Regions from separate parts of the Lactuca sativa genome. Here region 2 is linked to region 1. The links are chromatin contacts, called in public Hi-C maps. All regions are on one chromosome and are shown on one strand. Each heading gives the region's core, a stretch centred on a gene start, on an enhancer-like site or on the middle of the called end of the contact. The rest is flanking DNA. Distances are from core to core; before and after follow the strand shown. Region 1 holds the start of LOC111918502 (expansin-A15). Region 2 holds the start of LOC111918488 (dormancy-associated protein 2-like).

Evidence for each region. A called contact is a pair of places that touch in the nucleus more often than the background predicts.
Region 2: a contact with region 1 is called in a Hi-C map of seed, with 7 times the contacts expected there. The contact joins the promoter of LOC111918488 here to the promoter of LOC111918502 in region 1. A contact is called at or near these places in 3 of 4 Hi-C or Micro-C datasets (leaf and seed).

The regions. Positions count from the first base shown.
Region 1 is chr1:75,146,831-75,153,092 of Lsat_Salinas_v11, forward strand. LOC111918502 (expansin-A15) reads right to left here and starts at 3,776. Exons shown (of 3, transcript XM_023914162.3): 1 at 3,247-3,776; 2 at 2,826-3,138; 3 at 1,680-2,654. The coding sequence starts at 3,358. The coding sequence ends at 2,345. LOC111918503 reads left to right here. Exons shown (of 7, transcript XM_023914163.2): 6 at 64-109; 7 at 226-480. The coding sequence ends at 344.
Region 2 is chr1:75,317,678-75,324,660 of Lsat_Salinas_v11, forward strand. LOC111918488 (dormancy-associated protein 2-like) reads left to right here and starts at 4,713. Exons shown (of 2, transcript XM_023914147.1): 1 at 4,713-5,064; 2 at 5,155-5,168. The coding sequence starts at 4,713. The coding sequence ends at 5,168.

The DNA of each region.
Region 1 (6,262 bases), core at 2,526-5,025:
TTTATTTAAATCTAAAAGACTATATTTCTTTCATTAATATTTACCTTATTGATTCTGATGCAGGCCCCACCAGTGATAGTATTCTCATCAGCTTGTGCTGGATTAGCAGGTGAGTATTACTGTCTGTCTGGATACAGTGTTGTATAGATAAAAGTTTTTTAAGTAAATATTTAAAAAAGAAATCATTGTTTTAGTTTTAGTTTTAATTGAATGAAATATTTGTAGGTGGTGCTATTCCAGCGCTTACTCAACTTGCAGCTTCATCATATCACGCAGCAGTCTCGTCAGCGCCACCTCCTCAAGATGATGACATCAGCAAATCAAGAACTTCCTCCACATTATAACAAAATGGTGAATCACTGAGTTGACTCGATCTTCGATCTGGATTTATACAGCTTGAACCACATGTACATGTTTTGAATTTTGGGATTTGATTTTGAAACTCAACACATATATATAGTAGATGGGTGTTTGATAAAATTATGATCATGACTGTATATTATTAGCAATAGGGTTAAATCATCATAGCTCATTTAAAAATTAAAATGTTAGTGAGAAATGGTGAAATATGATATAATTAGTTAACTATATATATGTCATAAATCGTTAAGAAATCACATGTGTTTGGTTTACACTAATGTTAAAGAAGACAAATCACCTCATGGGCCTGAATTTTCAAGGCCAAAAAAGAATATCATCCTATACTTCGAGAGTAAGAATTGTTAATCTGCCAAACTTGGGGGCTAGTATGTGAAACTTTTTTTAAGAATGTCGATTGGTAATCAATTGTGTTTAAAAGAAAGATCGAAACCCTAACAAATGAATTTATACCATCTATGATTGTGAATTGAAGATGCATGTAGGCTCCAAATGTAAGCCCATATATATCTGTGATTTTGATGGAATAAGGTTTTTTTTTTTGAAAATAAATAATTATACAATTATACTAAATTCGTATGTTTCTTTAATAAACGAGGCTGGATTTGAAAATTGGATACACAGGTGTTAGGATAAAAAAGATTAACGAACCTTGAGGGTAAAATTGACATTTCTCTTAAGTAAAGGGTAGTCGATGAAAAGTTTTTTTAGGGCAGCATAGATCAGGTACCAGGGTGTATAAAATGAGAACAAAACCCTAAAGCTAGGGTTTAACACTACTTGATCTTATCCGAGCGGTACCGGGATGGAACTACGGCGGCGATGGTGATACTCGTATCGGAGAAACATGGCGGATATTGTCACCCATCCACGACATCTTCTGGTGTTTAAAGGTTGCAGGAGGCTCCGTCATGTTCTTCTCAGTTCGCCTAGTCGCTATTCTCTTCCTTAGTTCCTCCGGTCATCCGCGATGAAGACTGCCCGCTTCCGGAGCCATAAATTCGATTATAATCGGGGCGATGATGGCCGCGCGGGCTAACCAAAACAAATTATTTTTCTTTGTTAAGTTGATTTATGCATTCGTTTTTAGTCTCTACAAATTAAAGCCCCTGATTTTTTTCGAAATCGATCGATTTTTTTCGGCAATTTAGGATTTTACTTGTAGTTGATATTCAAATTAAATCCCCTTGCTTCTAAAAGTAAACTATGATTTTCTACATCAAAATGCTGTTTTTCTCAGTGAAGTAGTCATATATATGTTATTTATATTTATATTCTTAATTGTGTTTGCTTTGATCCAGAGACGATTCTTGCTTGATTGTTAGATTGTGGAATAAAGCCTGAAATTCAAAATCTGATCGGAGTAATGCGGCTGTTGGTGGTTGAAGCTGGCCCTCCCTCTAGATCTCCGGTGTTGCTGTATGTTGTCTCTCTTTGATGCAATCTGATGCAACATAAATTCATAATCTTTTGTAGATGATTAGATTCGCATGTCTTTTATACTGAAGTAATATACATATTTCTCAGTTAAGTATTGTAATATATGGGTTTTTAAGTCCCATCTGGAAAACTTCTCCTTTAATCATTTTATCACAATAAACAATCTTTTTAAAGCATTATTGAACTTATAGGAGACAATTTGAAAAAAAACCCTCAAATGATATGCTCAAAAGTTAAAACCAATAATGGATCAGTCTTTAGCACCACACTCATTCCAATATTGAGCATGATTACAACACACACAACTACTAGTTCACTAAGAAATACACATACTAAATACCAACCCTTGTTGGTTTTCAAATCATACTACTAACAATCTTTAAGAATTTGTAGTATACTTTAGGCATCCAATCTGGGCTTTTTAAAAAGAGCCCATGAAATTGGATCATTATCACTATAAAAAACTATCAACCAATTAGTAACATAAACAACCAAAGAGTAGAATCTTGAGTTAGGAATTAGGATGCTAAAACTGTCTTCCTGTGTAGGTTTGCCCAAATGACCAGTTCACAGGTGCAACATTGTTAGAAATTACGGTTTTGCCATCACTCGTTGTAACTTTAAACGATAGAGTTTGACCATTAAGGTAACTATTACTCTGCCAATTTTGACCCCAATTACGACTCATCTTTTGCCATGTGGCCCCACCTTTCGACCCCCTTACAGACACCGAGATGACATCACCCGCTCCACCCACATTGGTCACAAGCACCAAGTTAAAATACGAGTGACCATTAATCGTGAACCTAATCCCACCTCTCTTTCTACAAGCAACTCTGCAAAAATTTACAAAAAAACGTTAGGAGTTGTTTGAAAACCTCTGAATCGATCAACATTCAATGTGTATGACAAAATCTCCATTAGAATCATTTTCACTGAATGTTTCAGTTTTATCAAACAACCCCTTAGTCTGTATTGGAGGGGAGGCTAGATGCAGACAGTCTTACCTTCTATATTGAACTGGTATTATCCCGGCTTTTTCTCGAGCAATGTGGTTGAAGATAGGTTGAGCGAGGTCAAAGTGATGCAAGGGTGGATTACACCAACCACCATTGTTGTTAGGAAGCGCGTTGTTTGGTGGGCAAAAGTTTGTAGCCGTGACAATGATTGATCCCGGGTGGCACCATTTTTGGTCGTTAAAACACTTGATCTCGAAACACGCGCCGCATGTGAGACCGTTGTTGAAGAGACTTGTACTTAGTGCAGCTGTGGTTGTACCGTATCCTTGACTATATAGATTTCCGTACCCACAAGCTCCCCCTGTGAAAAATTACCAAAATCAAATTGCGAAAAACATGTCAACCCAGCTGAGCCAAACAGTGTTGGGTTCAACTGGGTTGGACTGTGTAGAACTGTTGATGTTCTTACCCATTGTGCCGGATGCGTCGTGACCACCATAGAAGGTGGCGTGGGCGTTAGACCATGCATTAACACTTGTGATGGTGGATAGAACAAGTAAGCATAGATCGAGAAGCCTCATTTTTTTTTTATTCCAAAGTGATAGATTTTTATGAAAACGAGGAATGGTATTTCTATTGTACTCTTTGTGAACTTGGACTTAGATTCATGGAAGAGAAGTGAGTTGAAGATGTGGAAGTGATGAATGGTGCTATATTTATAAACAAGGCATGGAAAGATGGAACTGCTTTTTTTTCTTTTGGTTTTATATTGCTCTTGTTTTATTTATATTATATAGTTAATAATTGAAGGGGTAAATAGGAGGAATACTTTTGTTATAACCAAAACCCATCTTTTTCTCTGTAATAAATCTCTTTGTTTTCCTTTCTTAAAATCTCAAAAACAAAAAAACGTTAAAGAGAAGTTGAGAACGCGGCGTACTGTGAAACTGGGACTCATTTTTAATGGTTTTTGCGTTGTAATTGCATTATCCTTGATGTCTTTTCTTCTGTAGGCATCAACAGAGTTTTCTAAAAATAAAATTGAAAGGAATCCTTCTTAAAGTAATGACTGTATGACGATAAAATGAGTGATGTATCCCTAGGCATTGTGTCTTGTTGAAGTTAAAGAAAGATGGAAAAGCAAAAATCCCTTGTATAAATCTATACGAAAAGTGTTTTGATGATATGTAACTTTTTGAATGGAAAAAACCGGTGTGCAAAAGATTTTTGTGAAAAGTGAAAAGCATGGGGGACAAATATGATGCGATTTGTAGGAGTCTAATCTCACTTTACAGCATATGAAGATGAAATAAATAGAATACTTTACAGCTTGAACTCAACTTCTGTTTTCTCTCTCTTTTACGTTGGATAAAAAATTCTTATCCAAATATGATGTGATTCGTAGGGTTCAAAGGTCACTAATACACATACACATAACAAAGTTTTATCCCATATAATTTCCTAATTTCATAAGATCAAACTTGGTTTGTGATCGATTACTAGTTGTAAGAAATCAGCAACACAAGTAAATACATGTAAAAAGTCACTAAAATATTTATTAATTTTAACTTGTGTCACTAAAATATTTATACACGTAAAGTGAATGATGGGTGTGGAAGCTTAGTTGGACATGGTCTTTCATGGTTTCTTCCATGAGATATTTGTTAGATAATGGTACTTTGGGGAGTCACGTTGTATAGGCTTGATGGAATAATTTTGTTCCAATAAAGTTGAACATCTTGGGTTGGCATTTGGGTTTGGATGAAGTGCCTACGATGTAGAATCTTGTTGACAAATGGATTTATGTGGACTTCATGTTTTGTCCCCTTTGTATTAGGAGTATGAACACATCATTTATGTGTTGAACCATATTGGTAAATGGTGGGATCTCAACAAGCCTTTTAATTCCATTTCAGATTGGATTCTTTGGGCGAACAACTTTAATTTAAATGTTGTACAAAAAATGTTTTGATGTGATAATTATTTTACTTTTTGGGTCATTTGGAGTTTTAGGAACAACCTTTTTATGGATCGACTAAGTTGAGAAAATCAGACATTTAACATGTTGATTGGTTTTACAACCTTAGTTTAGCTACTTCGAGTATGTGATCCAATAACACAAAATTTGAGGCCATTATACGAGTATGTAATAAAAAATATGATACATATAAAGGTTATGAGACCATAATACGAGTATGTAATCCAATAACACAAAATTTGAGACCGGAGAACACTGAAATATGAAAATTGAGAACAATGGGAGTAATATAATATTAGAGTTATTTATTATTATTTTTTTGTAGTTCGATCAAAATCTCTTCCCGATTTATACATATCCAAGATGTATAAAATGGTAAAATATTTGCCAAAAATCTAGTCTAATGACTAGATAGTTGTTTTATTTAGAAATTGAGTAGATGAAAGAAAAAAAATTATGAAACCAGACTTTTTTTAGAACAACTTGCACATATAATCACGAAACCAAACTTTTTAAGTGATTCTAAATAATCAGAGTCTCATGTCAATATCCCATAACTAGATACGACTTTTTTAACCAATATTTTTTTAATTGGTTTTGGGCTAGGGCTAGGGCTAGGCAAAATATACCGTCCTGACCCCACTCTAGAGTTGAGGTACACAAACAAAATCGGTTTTTTCAAGAATCTAAAATTAGATTCATTATGTTTTTCTATTTTCAGTTTAGATAATATGATCTGATTTGAATGAGATACCTTGAAAAATCTAAACGCCAAAATTTTTTCCGTAAAAATTCTATAACTTCCATCCAACATTTGAATCCTATCCACCAAATTATCCGAAATCCGATAATTTCCAGCAAAAAATCCGAATTGGATTATCAGAAATCTTATATGAGAAGATCCGTTTTATCTATAAAAGATCCAAAATAGAATATGGATATCCGGCCCACGTGTATACCTGTAGTGACAAAAACCTTCGTTGATATTTGGTCCACTTCACATACTTGGCCCAATAATACTTTTCTCTTTAACACAAGCTTCAAAGTTAAAACATTAGTATTATCTTCTTTTTTTTATTGTTCTCTTTCTAACAGAAGACTTTGTCCATATTTTCTCTAAAAAGTAAAAACTATTTTCTACGCTTAATGTATGTAATCGTCCTTTCATTACGGACCTAATACATTAATTAATACCTACTCTAATTAAATTGGCAAAGCTTGAATATTACAGAAAGTTTTGACTTCGAATTGACATGGATATGACGTAACCCCCTACATTTATATAATATATTTTTGCTTTTTTTTTCTTTTTTTTTTCGGTTAAAATTTTGTACGTGTAAAAAAAGGTGTAAAGTGACCGAATTGGGAACGAGTTTGGATATATGTTGTGCGTGTATTTTTCTTTTCTACTATGTATGAACTGCATTTTACTCTTATATTTCATAAAAACATGATATTAATCAATTTTAAGCGATATTTATCAATTTAAAAATAAGAAGAGTTAAGA
Region 2 (6,983 bases), core at 3,463-5,962, 170 kb after region 1:
TCTGCATGTATTGGTAGATCGGTACAAGGATATGGATTGAGTATGTCGCGACGTGTTAGTGTCAGAAGGTCTGGCCGCGGGTATTGATCGTGGTGAGTGGAAGGTAGAGCATGGACTTGAGAGTCCTTGCGAGTGGATTCAGAGCATGTGTGGTGCATGGGATAGCGGTTATGCTATAAGTGAATGGTGTAGTATTGGGTGAACACCGTGGCACTTGTCATAGTGACAAGGCGGCCAAATGGATTTCCTTGGTAAGGAAAGGGAAAGGAATGTAGCTCCGAGAGGGAGTGTAAGTTCACGGAAGTGAAAGTAGTAGGGCAGAGTTATGATTGAGGTGCTCCAATCATGGTTGATGAGCAGTGTGTCTGCGGCTGTGGTATGGAATCACATCCGGGTTGGATGTTTGCTGAGGTCACGGAAGAAATTTCCGTAGGTATAGAGCCAAAAGGCTCGGAAGGAATGCAGGGATGGAATCTTGGATTTCCAGTTTGATTTTGATCAAGGATTTATGTATGTGGTAGAAATTCATCCTGGGAGATGTTTAGAGGTGTCGTCAGTGTATCGGGTTTTTCCAACCCGAAGATGCTAGAGTCAGTCCAGCATGGGTATGAGATTGCGGTGGAGAACTCATGGGAGTTGTTCTGAGGCTGAAGGATGTGTCATCCTGTCAGCATGGAATGGATAAAGTTAGGCATAGACCGGGAATTCCGGTGGTTCATGGTTATTTCTAGCTCGTATGAGTCAAGTGATTGTTGTGAATTGGAGCAAGTAAAGTATCATGGAGTGGTACTCAGTTGATAAGTGTGATTATCAGAGGATGAGGCCGGTGGCCGGCTTGAGGCGGTGATCAGAGCACCGCGGGAAGAAAAATTGGGGTATGGGTTTCGGTGGTTGTGCTTTGAGGAACCTAGTCTGGTTAATGCCAGGTGGTGCATTGCGAGAGTAGTTCTGGAGCTGTGTTGCCGCAGGCTTCGAGGACGAAGCCTAATTTAAGTGGGGGAGAATTATAACATCCCGAAATATTAGAAGTAGAGTGAAGGGCTAAAAGTGTAAGTGTGAGAGGGTAACTCGGCGAGTCCACGAGTGGACTCGGCGAGTAGGGTCGCAACTCTGGTCGCGTGTTAAGTGACCAACTCGGCGAGTAGCATGGGTGGACTCGGCGAGTTGGTGCTGAGTGGAGAAAACCCTAATTTCGGAGGTTGAGCCCTACATAAAGAACATAACACTTCTTCCCCAGCCTCTTTACCTTCCCTTTGAGTTCTAGAAACCCTAAATTCGTGTGAGCCTTCCTTGGTGAGAGATTAGAGCCTTGGAGGAGGTAATCTTGGAAGGAAATTGAAGAGCAAGAAGAGTGGAGCAAGGGGCTTTGCAGAGAATTGGTTCATTCATCGGTGGGAGCCTTCATTTGAGGTAATAATCTATTGTTTGAGCTTTTGTGCATCTAAATCTATCATTTGGGGGGGGGGGGGGGGCATAAATGAGGTCCATCTCAAGTTTGGTGTAAGATCTAAGGTTGCTACCTCAGATCTAGGTTGTTAATGATCCAGAAAGCCATAAAGTCTATGCTCAAGAGTTGTTGGTGAAGTTCTTTTGTCCCAAACCCTAGCCCTAGAGTGTAAAATGCCTAGCTCTCTTTGGATCCACGTAAAGTTTGCCATTTTACGTGATGGATGGCTTGTAGAAGAGTAGATCTATGGTTTAGAGCTTTTGCATGGATTGGAAAGCCTCTGTATGGTTTCAAATCTAGGGGTACTCGGCGAGTCACAAGGGTGTACTCGGCGAGTTCTTTGAAGATAGACTGAAACTCGACGAGTTGGAAGAACAACTCGGCGAGTTGGATGAAGATAGGCAGGAACTCGGCGAGTTGGAAGAACAACTCGGCGAGTTGGTTGCAGATAGCCTTGGACTCGGCGAGTCTAGTCGTGAGGTCCTAACCTTTCTTCTGGTTGAGCTGTGAATCGTTGAGTCAAGGTATGACTCGGTGAGTCGAGTGTGAAAGGACTCAGAGTTGTTGGACTCGGCGAGTCTCGGGGTGACTCGGCAAGTTGAGTCGCGGATTGGGGAAGTTTTGTGCATGGGGACTCGGCGAGTCATCGGGTTGACTCGGCGAGTAGAGTCAGTCAGGGGTTGACTTTGACTTTGACTTTGACCAAGGGTTGACCAGTTGATTTCCAGGGGCATTTTGGTAATTGTTGGCATTTGTTTTGAGTTCAGTGTTTTGGTGTTGGCCAGTGGTGGAGATCGTATCAGTGGTCGGAGCATCTTGGGTTTATCTGTTCAGTCGGCAGTTGCGAGGTGAGTTATCCTCACTATATCAACAGGGCCTACGACACCAAGGCCGACCCTTTATCGGATTGTGATCTGGGTATCGTTGTTATGTTATTGCTTTGTTATGTTGCATCCTGATAGTTAGGATGGTATATGTTAGAGACCTGGTTAAGGTCGGAATCCTGGTATATAGGATGATGTCATGTCATGCTAGTGACCGGTTAGGTCGGTATCCTGGTTAGGACGATATTATACTTTGTGATCTGCTAGATCGGTTTGATTGGATGCGAATTGTTATATGTTTGAATGTTTATGTGCACATGGTTGTTTGGACTGGGGTTGGATTGAGGCGGGACCTGCTTTGTGCTGTAGGACAACATACCCAGGGCGGACCGGTTATCCCGAAGGCCCAGCGAGCGGTCCGGATAGGCTGTAGGCCCCAAAGAGGGCGGACCAGATGTGCTGAGGCTCGGAGAGTGGACTAGGCCGACTAAAGGCCCAGTGCGGGCGGACCAGACATACTGTAGACTCAGGGAGTGGACCAGGTGGATTGAAGGCTCGGTGCGGGCGGACCAATCACACTGTAGACTCGATGTATGTGGTTAGTCTCGGAGGGTGGACTAGGTGGACTGAAGGCCGGTGCGGCGGACCAGTCACCCAGTAGACCCGAAGTGCATGGCTGTTCTGTGTTCTGTTATGTCATGACATGTTATGCATGTATGGTATATGTGGGTGGTATTTTGGGGATATCTCACTAAGCTTTTGGGCTTACAGTTGTGGTTTAATATTTTTCAGGTTCCTCAGGAGACCGTGGCAATGCAAAGGCGTGATCGTACCGCTCCTCATGTTTATGTTTTATGATGTGGTTCTGAGAAGACTCTGATAATAATTGTATTGAAAATCTTTTTGTAATAACTTCATGAAACTGGGTTGTTTTTGAAAAAGTTTAAATTAGTTGAAATTTTATGGTCGTTACACAACATAAGGGGTGTAACATCCCAAAAATCATAACAAAAAATTTTCGTTTTAAATTATTAAATAAAACTATAGTTATCAAAATCTTCTCATAAAAATATAAATCATAGTATCTCAAACATCATATCAAAACAAATGTCAATATATATATATATATATATATATATATATATATATATATATATATATATATATATATATAATATGAAAGAATTGCATTTATTATTATTCAAGAAGGTTTTCCATCCAAGAAATATCGTAACAAACTTGGTGTTAGAAGGCTTTAACAGCCATTGCAAAAACGTAGGGTCTGGTGAATGCTAGGGGCGGACCTAAGGGTGGTCCATGGTGGCACCGACAATCCCTAACTTTTATGGCCGCAGTGAAAAAAATTTCGAAAATTTTATTTCTTCTACTACCGTACGACCCATACTGCAAAATCTTGCGTCCGCCCTAGTAAATGCTCAACTAAATCTCAAACATGACATATATGGTATGGTTGGAATAATCACAACACATCTAGGAATTATCAAAACTTCAATTCACATAATCACATTCTTATCGACAACATCCCTTAACGTATAAATTTCTTGGAGCACATATTTGATTAAACTAGATTAATACATATCACTCCATGTAATGAATTTTATGGTTCAAGTCCCAAATACATGGGAAGGTCCATTCACGTGGGCCCAATCCATCCCTTGACCTAATTTTGATTCCATTAAATTCTAACATTTAGGCAATAACAATGGAAATTATCAAGGTCAGCCCAAATATATTTTTGGCCTATTACGAAAATAAAATAAGGGCCCATCAATTACAAAGAATTTATATGACCACTAAATTTAATTTAAATCTATAAAGAATTTACTATTATGAATCAGATACCTAAGTTTTTTACTGTCTGTACTACAAATTTATTATGGTTATGTGAAAAAAAAATTATATGTAAACTAATTTTGACAAATTTTAAGTAAATTTTGAAATACATATGCCAATGATAAATTTGAACACTTGTATTTTATTGTGTATTTATTTAAGTACATTCTTATATAAAACCTAAAAAAGATAATAAAAAAAGAACAAATTAGGAAAGAATTTGCAGAAAGTAGGTGTGTTCTTAAGTTCATATTATAAGAAACAAGGGCTTTAGTAAGTAAGTAATCATACATATTACTCATAAACGTATATATGTTTACAAATAAAAATGAGGTATATATAAATAGGAAAATAATAATGGTTTTAAAATTGGGCCCTAAATTTTATGGGCCTTGGACCATTGTCCACCTTGCCCCACCCATTGGGTTGGGCCTAGGAATCATCTAGAAACTAGAAAGTGTGACTCAGTATCATCTTCTCTCACATCAGTATGTTTATCAAACAAACCTCTAGCCACCTCCATAGTTTCTATACACCCATGGCTAATTCACAATACTCTTCGAGGGAAATCTTAGAAACAGTCAAACATGGAGGTCAAATTAGATTTCAAGTCTTTGGTAAAGAAGCTCAGTTTCGTTTCTGTCAATAAGCGCGGAGGTGGCGGAGGAGGTCACAGCGGTGGTGGAGGTCATTTTGGCGGAGGAGGAGGCCATTTTGGCGGAGGAGGAGGTCATGCTGGCGGAGAAGGAGGTCATATAGGCGGAGGAGGAGGTCGCGGCGGCAGAGGAGGTGGTCACGCTCACGCAGGTGGAGGCACTGATTTTATTCCGGTGTATGTAGGTACTCATCATCATCACCATACTCATGTTCACAACAATGGTAGCAACGACGGCGTCCTCCTCAAGCATTCTGTTCTCCGATTAGCTTCCAGTGTGTCAGGTTTTGTGGTTCATTTGTGTTTCCTTTAGGATTCTGATCATATATAGATGCATATGATTACGTATTGTAGATAACTGTATATGATTGTAGACAACCGTATATGATAATCAGTTTGTGAATAAGAATCTACAATCTTGATCGATCGAGACATAATTCTGGATTTATATCTTGAATCTGTTTATGTGATTTTCAACCAATGATTGAGTAGACTACTTTTATTTATCGCCATTATCATGTCAATGATCCATTTGGAATAGTGATCACTATGGTATTATATATTATAGCAAATCTAAAATCTTATGTTTAAGCAATAATGAACTTGATCCATGCAAAAATTTATGTATGAGATTGTTGTAGGATCTTAATGTTAATTGCATTAAGAGGAACTTCCCGATGTAAATGGAAATATTTTGGTGATGAGTTTGATTCGTAGAAATTATTAGATCTGTGTTAGTAGTTGTGGACTTGTGGTATGATAGTTAGTTATATGGATGATTATGTTAGTTGTTATGGTGTATTTATTATTATTATTTGTGTGTGTGTGAGAGAATTCGGATATATAGAAAATCGACCTAAAAATTAAGTTTTTATTATCAGGATTATAGATTTTTTGGTTGAATAATTCATACATTCTATATAAATTAATTGATTTTTTTAGTTTGTTTTAATTAATACAAGTAATGTCTTATTTAATCAATGATATTTTATTTTGTTTCCTAATTAGTAGTTACAGTTAAACTTTAAATCTTTGTTACTTTATCAAGAACCTAATTTCTTTTAATAAATAATATTTTCATTTTAATGTTTGATTAAAAATATTAATTCTTAATTATTTATATTTTTTGTAGTTTTATAATTATATACATAAGAAATTATCATTTTTAATGTTTCCGGAAAAACAAATCTGAAAAAAAAATTAAATATTTAGCTTCGGCGTTTAACATTTTATTTTAAATTTTTGACGTTTGTGTAAGAAAATGACAAATTCGGATGATGAAGTTTTATAATAGATGTTATGGAATATATATTAAGATAAATTAATTAATTATAAAAAAAACTTTCCAAAAGGATCGGTGATAATGATAAAAGAATGCTTACGTTAATTTTACCCTAATAAATAAAAATGATTTTGCCATATGTCTTCTTTCATTCAATTTGATGATCATAGAAGACACGATTATCGCAGATCAAGCTGTTCATCACAATTCTCTTTCCATTATTATTCATCGTAATTTTTGGTTTCGATCTTGTTATTGTTGGGTATCTTTCTTTTCGATCTCATTAGTATTTGATTCTCGTTGATGTTATTGTTTGTTCCTTTTTTTTGTTCTCGTTCTTCGTTGTAATTCGTTTTGTTCGGGTATTAGATTATATATTTTACTTGGGGTAGTATATTTTGTTGTAATTCGTGGTGTTGTTTAGTGTTTTCGAAGTTGATATTTATGCTAAATTATTGAGATGTTGTTGATGGATTTTTTGGTGGAGGAAGTTATATACGTCGTTCTAAACTTGGTCTCTTTTCTGACCTATTTACCCTTGATGAGGAGCTTTGATGATGGACTTTTATAAAGTAGTTAGATATGACATTCTTATATCTTTGCACAAATTTAACCAATTTACCCTTGAGATTGGTACACCTGTTCAATAATGTTATGGTCAAATTTTTGTGAAAGATACAACTTATAGATTGAAACGTAACTAGAAGTCTCTTCCAATCGGAGATCAAATCTGGACAATTTTACCCCTGATGTCATGGTCGCCTGAATTTACATTGTTGCCCGATCTCTCCCAAGAGACCGATTTGGATGATTTCCCCCTAATGTTGTTGCCCATTGTGCTTATATTTTATCTTAAATCTTATGAATCTTTATATTAGTTTTTTGAAATAATAGTTTATGTGTGTTGTTCATATGTTATTG